2 separate regions of the Capsicum annuum genome follow, and region 2 is linked to region 1. The links are chromatin contacts, called in public Hi-C maps. All regions are on one chromosome and are shown on one strand. Each heading gives the region's core, a stretch centred on a gene start, on an enhancer-like site or on the middle of the called end of the contact. The rest is flanking DNA. Distances are from core to core; before and after follow the strand shown. Region 1 holds the start of LOC107859214 (probable LRR receptor-like serine/threonine-protein kinase At1g07650). Region 2 overlaps LOC107859213 (probable LRR receptor-like serine/threonine-protein kinase At1g07650).

The links. A called contact is a pair of places that touch in the nucleus more often than the background predicts.
Region 2: a contact with region 1 is called in a Hi-C map of leaf, with 2.1 times the contacts expected there. The contact joins the enhancer-like site here to the promoter of LOC107859214 in region 1. A contact is called at or near these places in 4 of 5 Hi-C or Micro-C datasets (bud, leaf and placenta).

Annotation. Positions count from the first base shown.
Region 1 is chr2:123,254,673-123,261,597 of UCD10Xv1.1, forward strand. LOC107859214 (probable LRR receptor-like serine/threonine-protein kinase At1g07650) reads right to left here and starts at 3,942. Exons shown (of 25, transcript XM_016704141.2): 1 at 3,510-3,942; 2 at 3,170-3,344; 3 at 2,730-2,801; 4 at 2,563-2,631; 5 at 2,412-2,483; 6 at 2,246-2,317; 7 at 1,125-1,196; 8 at 947-1,015; 9 at 795-866; 10 at 615-686; 11 at 451-522; 12 at 39-107. The coding sequence starts at 3,636.
Region 2 is chr2:123,299,233-123,306,157 of UCD10Xv1.1, forward strand. LOC107859213 (probable LRR receptor-like serine/threonine-protein kinase At1g07650) reads right to left here. Exons shown (of 24, transcript XM_016704140.2): 21 at 6,638-6,848; 22 at 6,077-6,314; 23 at 5,459-5,609; 24 at 4,726-5,257. The coding sequence ends at 4,892. Among protein-coding and RNA genes, the nearest start is that of LOC107859213, 18 kb to the right of the region's middle. Within about 2 kb of position 4,114, at least 1 of the 5 cell types and tissues checked has an H3K27ac peak or open chromatin away from gene starts, as enhancers often do. A contact at or near this core is called in leaf, where this site is marked.

The DNA of each region.
Region 1 (6,925 bases), core at 2,692-5,191:
CATGTACTTGTAGGCATCTCCATGTCATTCTGACTTACATGGCCTCCAATTTAGTCAGTTTTCTGAGATTTGCAATCCCTCCTTCAAGCTTGTTAAAGCTCAGATCTCTGGCAATGAAAATAAACAGAGAAAAAACCCAAAACAATGATCAATCCCATATGGCTGAACAAACTGTAGCACAATTTCCGTATTTTAACTGTCTTAGTTTGCACATTATAAAGAGAGATGTGTTGTCTGCATTCGTTCGATATTCAACAACCTTCTGTCCTCTTCTACAAAGAAAGAGAAGAAGCTTGCAGAAAAGAAGAAAACAAGAAAGGCCTGAAGAGTGCACAGATACTTATTTAAGTGGATTGATTATCTTTAGCTTGTATAACAGGAGACGGTTTAAAAGAGATCGCTAAGGATTTTAAACTAAACTTGAAAGTACAAGGAAAATAGTGGAATTACAAAAAACGTAATTTGCTCAAAACAGCTACAAAGCCAGGAATCTTCCCATGTATATTACAGCTTCTCAAAACCCTGCAGCCAGAACATAGCTTCAGAGAAATGGCTTTCCTTGGTAACGACAGTGTTTGAAACTCATCATAATACCCTAATCATTAAGTACTTACAATTTAGTCATGCCTGTCATGTTTCTAAGTGGCGGAAATTCTGAAGCACCTCCAGTCAGGTCACTGATTCTTCTGAATATGCACCATCTGAGTGTTAATTATCTTGGTTTCTACTTGGAATAGTTACGAGAACATCGAGAGAAGCAAAAGAAAGTTACCAGAAAAAGGCGTTTAACTTACAGTTCATTCAAACTGGTCAAAACAGATATACTTTGGGGTATTGGTCCTTCAAATCCAGAACCTTGAATCTCTCTGTTAAAAACATACACTACAAATGAATTTCTACAGGAATTTTCTAACTTGTACGAATATTACCAATTGAAAATACTCACACCATCTGGAGGTTCTTCCAACTCTCAAAGTTAGGCAGTTTCCCGACAAAGTTGTTACTGCTTACCCTACTATATTGATGCCAAAAGGGAAAGCCAGGAATTCAAATTAACATTTGTGGAAGGAGAATTAGAAATCTCATCTTAGATATACTTTACATTCAAATTCGAATGTACTCACAGTTCAGTCAATTTCGACAGATTATTCAGTTCCACTGGCCACACTCCAGTGAAATCATTAGCAATGAGATTGCTGCACCAATCAAAGTTCATAGAATTTAGAATGCAATCCAGCAGACAGTTTATCTGATCATGTAGAAATACACTAGTACAATTCACTCCGTTATTTGAAGTGATGAAGTTATTGGAAGAGGTTCCTTGCTAAGTATAGGTGAAGCAAAACAACTTTGAAGAAGCTAGTGACTCAAGCAGTAACACACAACACGATTTGCTTATACTTTGGCAATTCTTTTTCTACTCTTCTTCTCTCTCATCCTATCAAAATAATATCTTTCTCCTTTAATAAACTTTGTGATTGCTGTATATGATATTGAAAATAGTAGTGTCAACTGCAATCTTGATGGTCCAAATACTTAATTTCCATATATTAGGTAATTTATTTTTTTCCCCTAAATTATATGTTTATCATTATACAAGCCCGAACTAATTAAACACTCGTGTCAAAATTCCTCGAATCAGTTTTCTATTTCCATAAAGGATATAATTGACAATTCAAAGTTGCACATTATCCCTTTCCTGTAATATCCGATGGAAATTCATTTGTAAGTATACTTACATACCCCAATACCCGAGCCATATCCTAGCCGTTTTGGCTTACTTCTCCTTTCTATAGTACCTGAATGTACCAGAGAAAGCATATTCCCCAAAGAAGATAGTTTAATGGTTAAGATAGTAATAACTTGAAACTTGGGTTCAACACTCAATGTGAGTTCATCTGTTCTAACCAAAGGGGACAGGTTTATCAGCGCATGTGCTTGTAGGATGTACTAGTAAACTATCCCGTGGATTTATCTAGACGTGTGTAAGCTGAACCGAACAGCACATTGAAAAAAATGAAAAAAGAACCATATAAAATGTCTATGCATCATTTTCACTTTGCTAATAATGCTCACTGAGTCTTTAAAAAAGGATTGTTATAGACTACTCTCTCAATAACCACTCCATTTCTATTTCTTAGCTTCATTACAGTTTTAGTTCACATTAACGTCTTCCAGTACAGAATACAAACAGTAAATTGGCCTATTAAATTAGCTAAGAAGAAGAAGAGTAAGGAAGACTTACAGCATCTGTAGATTGACCAGCTTCCCTATTTCTGCAGGAAGCGATCCATTAAACAGGTTAGCTTCCAAACTCCTGATGAAAAATTAGGATGACATCAGGAAACTTCTAATATTCAGGTACATATATATTTGATCCACGTGAAAAGAACGGAACCAAGGGAACTTACAATTTCACAAGTGAGGTAATATTTCCTATGTACTCTGGGACAGCTCCAGATAACCGATTATTAGAAATAGCCCTGCAAAACGTCAAACTGATGAGAAAGTCGGAATCAAAAGTAGACATTTAAATTTTGCATAACGAATAAATTGCCTCACATGATTTCCAAGTTGGTAGATGCCCATTCAGGGGGAATTGTACCACTTAAGTAGTTGCGGTTAAGATCACTACATGTAAAACCATAATGATTCTCTAAAAAATAAGTAAAATTCAAAAACTGGTTGTATATGTAGAAATAAATTGATCTACAGGATGCTCTCAGTACATCGTCTTCAGATAGGTTAACTTTGCCAGGGATGCAGGCAGCACGCCTTCCAGATCCTGTCCTCTGATAAACCTGTTAACAGTTAGAGAAGCTGCTGTCAGAGTTATTATATACTCCTATATCAGATATACTGCCGTCTGGTTTAGATAATCTAAACCAGTTTTATATGTAATGCAATAGAAACCTCGTTTTACTTATCGCAGTAATAATGTAAGAGTACAAGGTAAAAAATAGGATACGAGAGTCATATGTTTTGATGATACTTTTAGCATTCAAGGTTAGCTGACAATCACGTAAAAGCATTGGTAAACGCAATTGATTTTTAATAAGAGCTTGGAATCTCCTTTTAGTGGCACACATGTTAATTTTAAGAAATTGAAGGTGATTATTTAAAAAAAATATTGGAGGCAAATAAAAAGAGGTAAAGCAAGAAGGCTCACAAACTTTCTACATGACAGAAACCATCAGGGGTAGAGCAATTGCAGGTTACATTGTTGTAATACTGTGAATTACTTCTTTTTGGTGTCGTCCAAGTTGTATTGTCATCACAAGGATTCATATCAAAATTCCAGTCCTTTTTCCCCAACTGTTTCGCGATTTCTTTCAGAGCATTCTCTAAAAAAAAATCATAAAACTTGTATACAGTTTTAAGAAACAAAAAACTCAAAAGTACTGGAATTTTCCCACGAAGACGAAATTAAATGTTCTTAAACTTTAAATAAAGATTTCTAACTTTAATTTATACGCTGAGAATTTACGAGAGAGAGTGAGAGACGTTACTTTCTTCTTTGGGAAGAAGGCGACCGTTTTGTGCTTGAATGGTTTCGGAAATCAGGGCTAAGGTGAAGATGATCAGCAGAAAAGAAAAAATACAGAAAGGTGACGACAATGACATCTTCTCAAGCATGCAAAAAGGTTGAAGTGAATATACATAATGAACACACACAGCTTACTGAATATATATACATATAGCTGATTTTTCTTAAGAGGAATGCGATGCTACAACTATACTATTGGAAATATTAAAGCTGTGGGACATGTCCGACAAGGACCAGACACTAATGATCTGAGTGATCAATGATAAATCATAAGAGCGTTCATGTTATGAACCCTGTTACGGGCTTTGTAGACCAAACAAGTAATAACACATTAAACGATGAACTTGAGCCTGAGGTGAAGTTACACCCCGACAATAGAGTGGATTGCCCCTAGGATCCGGGTTAAGCAAGCACATTAAAAGGGGACAGTTACCTATTGAAGGAGTTATGTGAATTATGTTGAAGTTTTGGCTTAATCTGGTATCTCTCATCTCTCTTCTATGGTCTCGCATCTCATTCCCTTCTAGATTATCTTCTTCCCTGTTATTCTCTCCTTAGTTTGTGTTGTTATTACTTTGTTGTTCAGATTCTAAGTTGTAAATTATAATCAGTGATTATAAATACATCAGAAATGCAAAGTAAGACTGCGTACGATACACCCTTGTGGTGGGGTCCTTCCCCGGACACCACGCATAGCGGTAGCTTTAGTGCACCGGGCTGCCCTCTGTGTTTGTGTTAAAAAGTTTTGTTACAATTCAACTTGGTTTTGCTTCAAAATTAGAACATAGGTTGAATGCTCTTAATTCAGTTGCCATGAAAATGGATACTTAAACAATAAAATGATGAACTTCGTATAGAGGATATTGCAATGAAGGAAGCCATCAACTCCGGCATCTTTTTGCTGCAACTGTAGCAAAAAAAGTTTTCTGGAGTTTCATGTATAAAAGTTTGTCTTTGGAATTAGTCATAATGCGAATACGAATACCAGACACCATGGGAAAGTTTAAAAGATTTTGAAGAGTTTGTACTGGGCAGTCATCAGTACACTATCCTGAAATTTTAAATTTCAAAAATTGAACTTCAAGTTGGATATTTTTGTAGGAACATTATTTTCCAATGAAAAAGTAGTCAAACCCACTCAATTCTTAAACAGGGTAAAGTATTCTCCACCCTGAAATATAACGAGGGATAAATTTAATCTATTTTAAATAATTTAAGGGTATTTTTAACTTTTTCCTTATAATAAAAGGCATGGAACTTGACTTTTCTTATGTTTGACCTAAACCAATAATAGTACCATAAAAATTATTGATACGTCATTTTCTGTACAAGGATCTACTGTTGCTTCAGTTTCATATATTAAAATCTGTCCGATGAACTTAATATCACAAAAGTGGATCTGCCCCTGATTGGGAAATCTGCATGTGGGTGAGAAATTAATTAGAGGCCTACCGACTGTTAAATAGGCCGAAGAGGCCAACCTTCTTTAATTTGGGGACAGTGTTAAAAAACATTGAATGTCGTCTTTTTGGAGAGTTGAAAAGTATCAGCTTGAATGAAATAATCAAAAACATGAAATTCTATAGTACCGAGTGTAGTAGTAGTACTGATTAATTTAGCAATTTAATGTATTTATGTATTTAATGTATTTATATTACTGATTAATTTAGCAATTTAAAAGTAGTTATTGTAAATCCTTATTGAAGGGTTGTAGTGGGTTGCTACTCAACTTTGGGACCTGGTATCAATGGACTCAACCAACAAGAACTAGGAGAAAACTTAACAGTAAAGTGCTTAGAGAGAGTAAATAGCGGACACAATAGTTTTACGTGGAAACTCCTTGCTCAAGGGAGAAAAACCTACCACCTGCCTCTAGGATTTCTAAAGCTCCATTATATCCAAGCAACTTCATTATATCCGAGCAAACTTGAATACAAACTCCAGCTTTCAAGAATTAAACTCCTAATCCTTCTTCTTCTAGTAATATCTCTATTACAAAGAGAAACTTACAGTAACCCTACTGCACCACACACCAGCTAACTTTAACTGGAATGACAAGCTAACTCCAGATGATTCAGTAAAATGAGATTTACACCACAATACCTACTAATAATCATACAAGCAGCAGTAGGCAACGTCTTAGATCACAATACAAAGACTCAAATATAACAAGAAAATAGATTACAACTTTATGAGCTATCAGTTCCCTATTGCAAAGTGAGTCTTTGATCCAAGAACTTCGAGAGAGATATTGTTGTAAGTATTTTGAAGCTTGGTTTTCTTGTTGTAGAAGATGAGCAATATATGTATGACATAAGAAAACCTAGGAGGAATTCCATTGACCGAGACAAAAGGTTGCAACAGTTTTTCACCAACTTTTTGTACTTTCGTCCAGCTGTGAGGTTGACTATGACCGTGGCGTGTAAGCTCAATCAGTTTCCTAAGTAATTACAACTTTGTCATCACACAATCTATAGGAACCATGTCCCTAGTATGCAATTTGTCAATTATCAAAACTAAGGAATTAACGCTTTTTTTTTTAATCAGACTTAACACTTATCAATAAAGAATTAATGATTTTTTTCAATTTTGCCCTTGACATTAACTATTTTAAAATTGAGAGGCGCGTAAATAGATAAATATTAAACACAAAAATATATTAGTTACTCGTAATGAATTATTTTCGCAAAACCTTATCCAGACGACTAGTATCTTAGCATTGAAAAACCAAAGTAAAATTTGTATCTAATGGGACATAATGCATGTGCACAAATTGGAATAATTTATTGTTTGAAATAGACACGAAGAGTAGATTGAACATGATAGCATTTATGGGACCTTGTCTTGTTTAATCTTGGATGGATAGTCAATATATTTGCTGTAGAAACACATATAATGCTGTAACTTTTTCACTAAAACTAAATAAAAATTCTTGCCATCAAACTTGGGGATTTGGGCCACAGGTGACAAAAGAGTTTTAAAATAAGGTGTAGGTGACACAAGTCTTAATAATTGAGTAGAGGTTACAATTACCGGTTTAAGAAAGTTTGAAAAATTTCAAAATAACCCACAAGTTTTTAAATTTACACTTTGATTCAAATGTTAGTTAATATATAACGGGGAACGAAGAGAAAAAAAGAGTCTTTTTCTCTCTCCTCATCCATTGTTATTTTCTCTCTCTTCACGATATTTGTTGTTCATTGTTGCTGCTGCTTTATTCATCATCTTCTGATTCATTATCATCATCTTATACTTCATTATCAACTTCATATTCTTCTTGTTGACCATTGTTGTTGTTGTTGTTGTTGTTACCCCAACTGCTGCTCTTTGACCAAATTCTTATGTCAAATTTTGTTTCGTAAATCACTTTCAACTTTG
Region 2 (6,925 bases), core at 2,864-5,363, 45 kb after region 1:
ATGAGATGAACAAGCAACACAAAATGAAAAACATGATGACTATAACTAAGAGGATAGATAGTGAGACATAATGCACTACACTTTATAGGCACTAAGATGTATATTAAACATCAAAACACAAACAACATGAATACAGGACACCTGCACTCTTACGGAGACTTCAAGGGAATCGAAACTCCCAAGCTACCACCGTTTCTAAGCAAGTTAACAACACAAGGACTCCACCTTGCCAAACACTCTCAATGAGTTTACAAGATATATCATCAAAGTTCTAAATGACAAAATGACCTAAATATTTTATTTATAGACTAGGGCGACACTTATTACAAAAATGACCAAAAGGCCCTTAATGAGCCCAAACAAAGGGGCGGCCTTGTAGTGTACTCCTTGGACGGTTTTGGAGTGTTGGTACTTGTTCTCAACACTTCAAAACTTGTTCCTTGGATGGGGAGCCTTACATGCTCGGGTATTCACTCACGTCTTCATGTCCTCGAGTGCTAAGATGCCTCTTTGACCCGTATCATCCTCCTCTCCTTAGAAAGGATTCGTCCTCGAATCTGAACCTTGCAAAACAACAGGAAGGACAAGCAAACAAGTTCCTCAAGGTATGAGGGTTAGGATTAGTGTAATCAATCATAGCATCTTGCCAAGGTGGATCAAACTTCACATACAACCAAACATCCCTCTTACCCGAATACCCTCCCAAGAAAGAATAAATTAGGCAACCCACATAAGTATGACAAGAAACAAGGAACAAGAGTTTCTTATCAAGTGGAAAATGTAGACTCTTCGTGGAATAACAAATAGGCTTGAAAGCCAAGATAGGAAAATCATACATTCCATGCACATTCAAGTCATTCCAAAAGACATCATCACCGTATTTCAAATGATCACCGGGATCAAATGGGTGGAGTGTTTGTGGGAATGGGTTGAGAATACACTTTTCTACCCCAATAATACTACAATTACGATCAAATGTTCCCTCTATACTCGCATGATCTACAACAAAAACAACTAGAGGGTCATCCTTAGTCAATCGACCAATATGTTCAACATCACCATTTTTACACACAGGTTGATCTTCATGACTTCCATAAGACAATGTACTATCACTTGCTAAAATGGCTTCATAACTAGGTGGATCAACTAGTGTATCCACAATCTCAAGTTGTACATTATCATCACAAAATGAAAGCACATTCGGCTCACCTAAAGACAAACTATCATTCACACTTAGTTGGTTATTAGCCTTATTCACTAGAGTGCAAGAGTTAGTTTGATTACCTAGTAGCTTATGTGGAGCTTGGCCACTCACGGGAATTGAATAAGGAAAGCTTAAATGCTCTATCAAGTTATCCAACTTCTTGCAAATAGAGCTCTCCGTCCTTTCTATTCGTCCTTCCATTCTATCCATTATTCCTTTCATTCTTTCCATTCATCCTTCTATTCTCTCCATTTTCTCTTCAAAAGATCCCAAGCGGCTATCCATGACATCAAGCTTTGCCACGATGGATTTAAACCAACTAGGCATTTCACCTTCATCCGCCATTATACATATCTAGAACTACAAAACAAACAACACAAAAACAGCAAACACATTAAAGGTTAGCAAAAATCAATCCACAATTTGTCTCAAAACAGTCCACAATATCTCAAGCTCATACTTTTGAAGTATTCACTCTATTGGCCTCACAAGTGTTGATACTACGACTTAAAAACGAGAAAAGCACATAATACAACGCTTAATACGAAAGAAAACGTACTCAAAAACTAATCTACAACCTAGTAGGTATTTACTAGTTTGCTAATTAGTATGAGAATCAACAAATTGAAACTAATGAAAACGAGAAGTGAAACTAGAATATCCAATGTTCTTGAGCTCTTTGATGACGTGGTACTTAACTATTGGACATTGGAATGTGGTTGAAGTTGAAAATTTTTTGTTTTAAGAAACTAGTTGTTCAATTTCATGTATGGGAGAGGAGAATTTCGGTCAAGGTGTGGGACAAACAAGGTCTAGACTCCACTTTCAAGACTCATAAAGTCTTTCACCTGCTTGAACCAAAATGGCAAGACAACCTTTTGGAGGTCTTGTTCCCATTTCCTCGAATTTACTCCCTTTTGGTATGAAGACTTTTGGGAGGTCTTTTGTTCTTTTTTTCCTTTGGTAATGTCTTGAAAGTTGTTTCAAGACTAACAAGAAACCACACTCTCTTCCCTTTGAATTTGGATCAAACAACAACCTTTTACAAGACTTCTTCAACACAACACAACACAACACAAGAACTCCAACAACAACAACAACAAAAACCGTCCACTCTTCCCACAACAACTTGCAATTTTTTTTGCTCAAGAACTTGGGTTAGACTCAAGTAGTGTTAGAGAGAAAAAAAAACAACACAAGAAACAACAAAGACCATCAAAACAACACTTAAATCTAGACATAAATTCGGCCAAACAATAACAACACTTCGACTAAGACACCAAACCTGTAGAATAACTTCTTTTTGTGAGATTTTTTCGACCTTGGACACCTCTTCTAATGTTAGGAAACAAAGATCTAACACTAGAAAACACAATACACATAAAAATCTCAAGAAAACTAGGCTTCAAATTTTGTCCTAAGCACAAAAACGTGGACAGATTACTATTTTTGAGTTTTTCAGTTTTTCAACACTTTTTTTTTTATTTTTTGAGTGAATAAGCCTAAGATTGATCTCGTGGGAACGAAATCAATGATGACTCTGATACCAAATAATACAAGAACGACTTATGAAGTGTTAAAACATCCCACGAAATGGCACAAAATAGTCCACTATCACGAGATGAACAAGCAACACAAAATGAAAAACAAGATGACTATAACTAAGAGGATAGATAGTGAGACATAATGTACTACACGTTATAGGCAATAAGATGTATTTTAAACATCAAAACACAAACAACATGAATACAGGACACCTACACTCTTACGGAGACCTCAATAGAATCGAAACTCTCAAGCAACCACCGTTTCTAAGCAAGTTAACAGCACAAGGATTCCACCTTGCCACAAGGATTCCACCTTGCCAAACACTCTCAATGAGTTTACAAGATATATCATTAAAGTTCTAAATGACAAAATGACCTAAATGTTCTATTTATAGACTAGGGCAACACTTATTACAAAAATGACCCAAAGGCCCTTAATGAGCCCAAACAAAGGGGCGACCTTGTAGTGTACTCCTTGAAGGTTTTGAAGTGTTGGGACTTGTTCTCAATACTTCAAAGCTTGTTCCTTGGATGGGTAGCCCCACAAGCTCGGGTCTTCACTCACGTCTTAATGTCCTCGAGTGCTAAGATGTCTTTTTGACCCGTATCATCCTTCTCTCCTTAGAAAGGATTCGTCCTCGAATCTGAACCTTGCAAAACAATAGGAAGGACAAGCAAACAAGTTCCTCAAGGTATGAGGATTAGGATTAGTGTAATCAATCATAGCATCTTGCCAAGGTGACTCAAACTTCACATACAATCAAACATCCCTCTTACCCGAATACCCTCTCAAGAAAGAATAAATTAGGCAACCCACATAAGTATGACAAGGAACAAGAGTTGCTCATCAAGTGAAAAACTTAGACTCTTTTTGGAACAACAAATAGGCTTGAAAGCTAAGATAGGAAAACCATACATTCCATGCACATTCAAGTCATTCCAAAAGACCTACATATTATTAATATGGTTTGGTCAAATGACCTACTTATTAAAAATAATATTGAAAAACTTAAAACCTATTGTGAGAAAATCTCCCCTTAAACAAAGACACTTTAAAAACTACATTGTGGATGTTATTGTGTTATGGTATGAAAAAACGATGTCCAAAACCTTTCCTCCAACAAAGAGATTTGTCAATTATGGAAGAGTTAAAGAAAAATAAAAGTAATTATGGTATTACTTTTATTTTTCTTTCAAGAAAAGTATAACTTAATTTTGGTAAGAAAATTAGGACAAAAACCTTAACATCAAGTTCATTCCCCTTTGGGCTCTCGGTCCACGCACCAATTGGGCCTGAGCGTAGATTGAGAGGGTTGGGGGGGGGGGGGGGGGGGGTTCAAGTGGGTAAAAGTTCATATTGGTTGGGGAATGAACTTGCAATTTGCTCATGTGAACTTAGACAATCCTCCCCTCGTAACTAGCTTTTGAAGTTGAATTAGGTTCAGGTGTAATATCTTTACAACAATAATATTGTATGAATTTTAATCATGTAATTTTATTCCAGAATTTAATAAATACAATGTTCGGTTTCGTATAGCAAATTGATTGATCTCCAAATTCACACCAACATTAGATTGAAATTTACACAAAATTTATTGCTAAAAAGCAAGGTTAAATGAATATTTACTCATTGTTCTTCTAACAGTAATTGTCTTCGGATAACTTTATCATTTGTCTGATGGTTATACTGTTACAATACTTACTTGGTAATTCCCAAAAATAAAAGTATTAAAGAAACAAAAACTATGATGTGAAGAACAGAAACTACATAAAAAAATCCTAACGATACACAGATATTAGTTTGCAGTGTAGTGATTATATTGCAAGTTTAAGGAGTTCAAATCCCACCAACATTTCTGGAAAAACTCACTTTCCAGAGAGATAGATGTGGCATGAATTGTTACTTAAGCTCTTTGCAAAGCATTATTAATTCTTGTTTCTCATTATTTTAAATCATCAAAATTGGAGTTGCCATTAAAAAGGATGAATGACAGAGGCTATATTAGAACAGGCTATACATAAATATTCTCTCTCAATGTGAATCAACAATAAAATAATATGTTGTGGTGTGATCAACATTTCCTTCTTCATCTTTTTTCGTCGTCGTTTAAAATACAAGATTGAGCAGATTGAAAGACTTCTATTTAGAGGTAGATGTAGAAGGGAAGAAAGATGAAGAGCGATCGGTATTGTCCTTTGAGTTAGTTGAACGAAAGAGTGATTGGTTTTCACTAGAGTTTACTTGCATCTCATCGTATTTATCTCTTAATCCTTGAAAATTAAATTCATCATCGTAGCCACTTGAATCGAAGTTAGCGTCATCAACGTCCAAACGACCTTCAAGCATGTTCACTACTGCAGACATGTTTGGCCTTAGTGCTGGCGATGGATTAGTACATCGTAAGGCCACTTTGATCATCCTCAATGCCTCCTTCTTGTTGTAGTTGGAACCTAACCTTGGGTCTACTAGCTCCAAAAACTTTCCCTTTTTTTGTAAAACCAGGGCCTGAAAGAAGCACAATGATTGAACTAGAGAACTTGCGAAAGATACTTTTGGTCAATGCATTTTTTGAAATGCTACCAAAGTCGACTTGAGCAATACAAATGCATTATTTAATAATACTACGAAGTTTTCATCAAGTAAACCGAGACATGCTTTAGATGTTCGCTATTCATGGACCTGATACAAAGGGATGCTCGTTCTTACCCAATCGAGAAGACAGACATAGTTCTCATCAGGATGATATTTCATGTTGTTCTTCCCAGCAACGAGTTCTAATACAACCACCCCAAAACTGTACAAATCTGCTTTGTGTGTTAAATAACCCCAGAGTGCATATTCAGGGGCCATATAACCTCTGCAAAACAACGTAACAAAGTTATACTCATGCAAGCTAGACCGAATAGGAACTTCCTGAAAGGATTAACTTAATGCTCTATACCTCAACACTAGGTAAAAATGGACAGCGGAAGTATTTGTTACTACTTCCGTTATAAAACTGATTGCCAGATTTTGACTCACATGATTTTGAAGTGAATAATGATTTGACATCTACTAGTTTATTATAGTTGTAATATAAAACAGGGATTTTAAAAAACGAGTGGGTTTGAAGAAAAATGTGAAATAATAAATAACCTTTATGTTGAACTCTTGGGATCAGTAAGGTACTAGCCATAACCTTTTGGAATCGTATAATAAGGAGTAAAGATTACATGCAGAAAAAGTGAACTGATACGGCCGAAAATGGAAGGATGAGACATTCAAAAGGGAATATTTTGAACAATTAAAATTTGATCAATCCATTAGAGTAGTTTAGAAGCTCACATAGTCCCAGCAACCCTGGTGGTGACATGTGTTTTCTCCTCGTCATGAAGTTTGGCAAGGCCGAAGTCTGAGATCTTTGGACTTAAGTCTTTGTCAAGAAGTACATTGGTTCCTTTGATGTCTCTATGAATCATCTTTAGAGGTGATTCTTCATGTAGGTAAGCCAAGCCTTTAGCTATGCCAACACAGATCTTTTGCCTAGTTTGCCAGTCCAGTTTCGGTTGACAATCTTCAGGACCTGCAATTTACTGTAATACTGAAACTAGGCCTATATTCACACGAAACTACACACACATATATATATGCACACAGATGAAGATAAAAACATGCCAGTTACATAATTGAGGGAGAATGGGATCAGAAAACTTTTTGGGCCTGGTGTCCCTTTCTACTTTTACCTCAAGTAAACAACAACATACCCAGTGTAATCCCATAAGTGGGGTCTACGGAGGGTGGTGTGTACGCAGCCTTACCCCTATTTTGTGAATGTAGAGAGGTTGTTTCCGATAGACCCTTGGCAGTAAAGCATATCAAAATCAAGTATTGGAAAATAGCACTTACCAAACAAAACATGGGAAAGGTTATTGTTCTCCATGTACTCATAAACTAGTAAAAGTTGGTTCCGTTCAACACAACATCCGTACAGTCGAACAAGATTTGGGTGATGTAAGCCTGACATCATGCCTATTTCATTTACAAACTCACGGTTCCCTTGTCTCGACTTGGATGAAAGCTGCTTGACAGCAATTATAGTACCATCTGCTAGTGTACCCTGAACATTAAAAAAATGCATGAAGTTCATAAATGATTTTCGATGGAATCCATTAGGAATTGCACGGGGAGTAATAA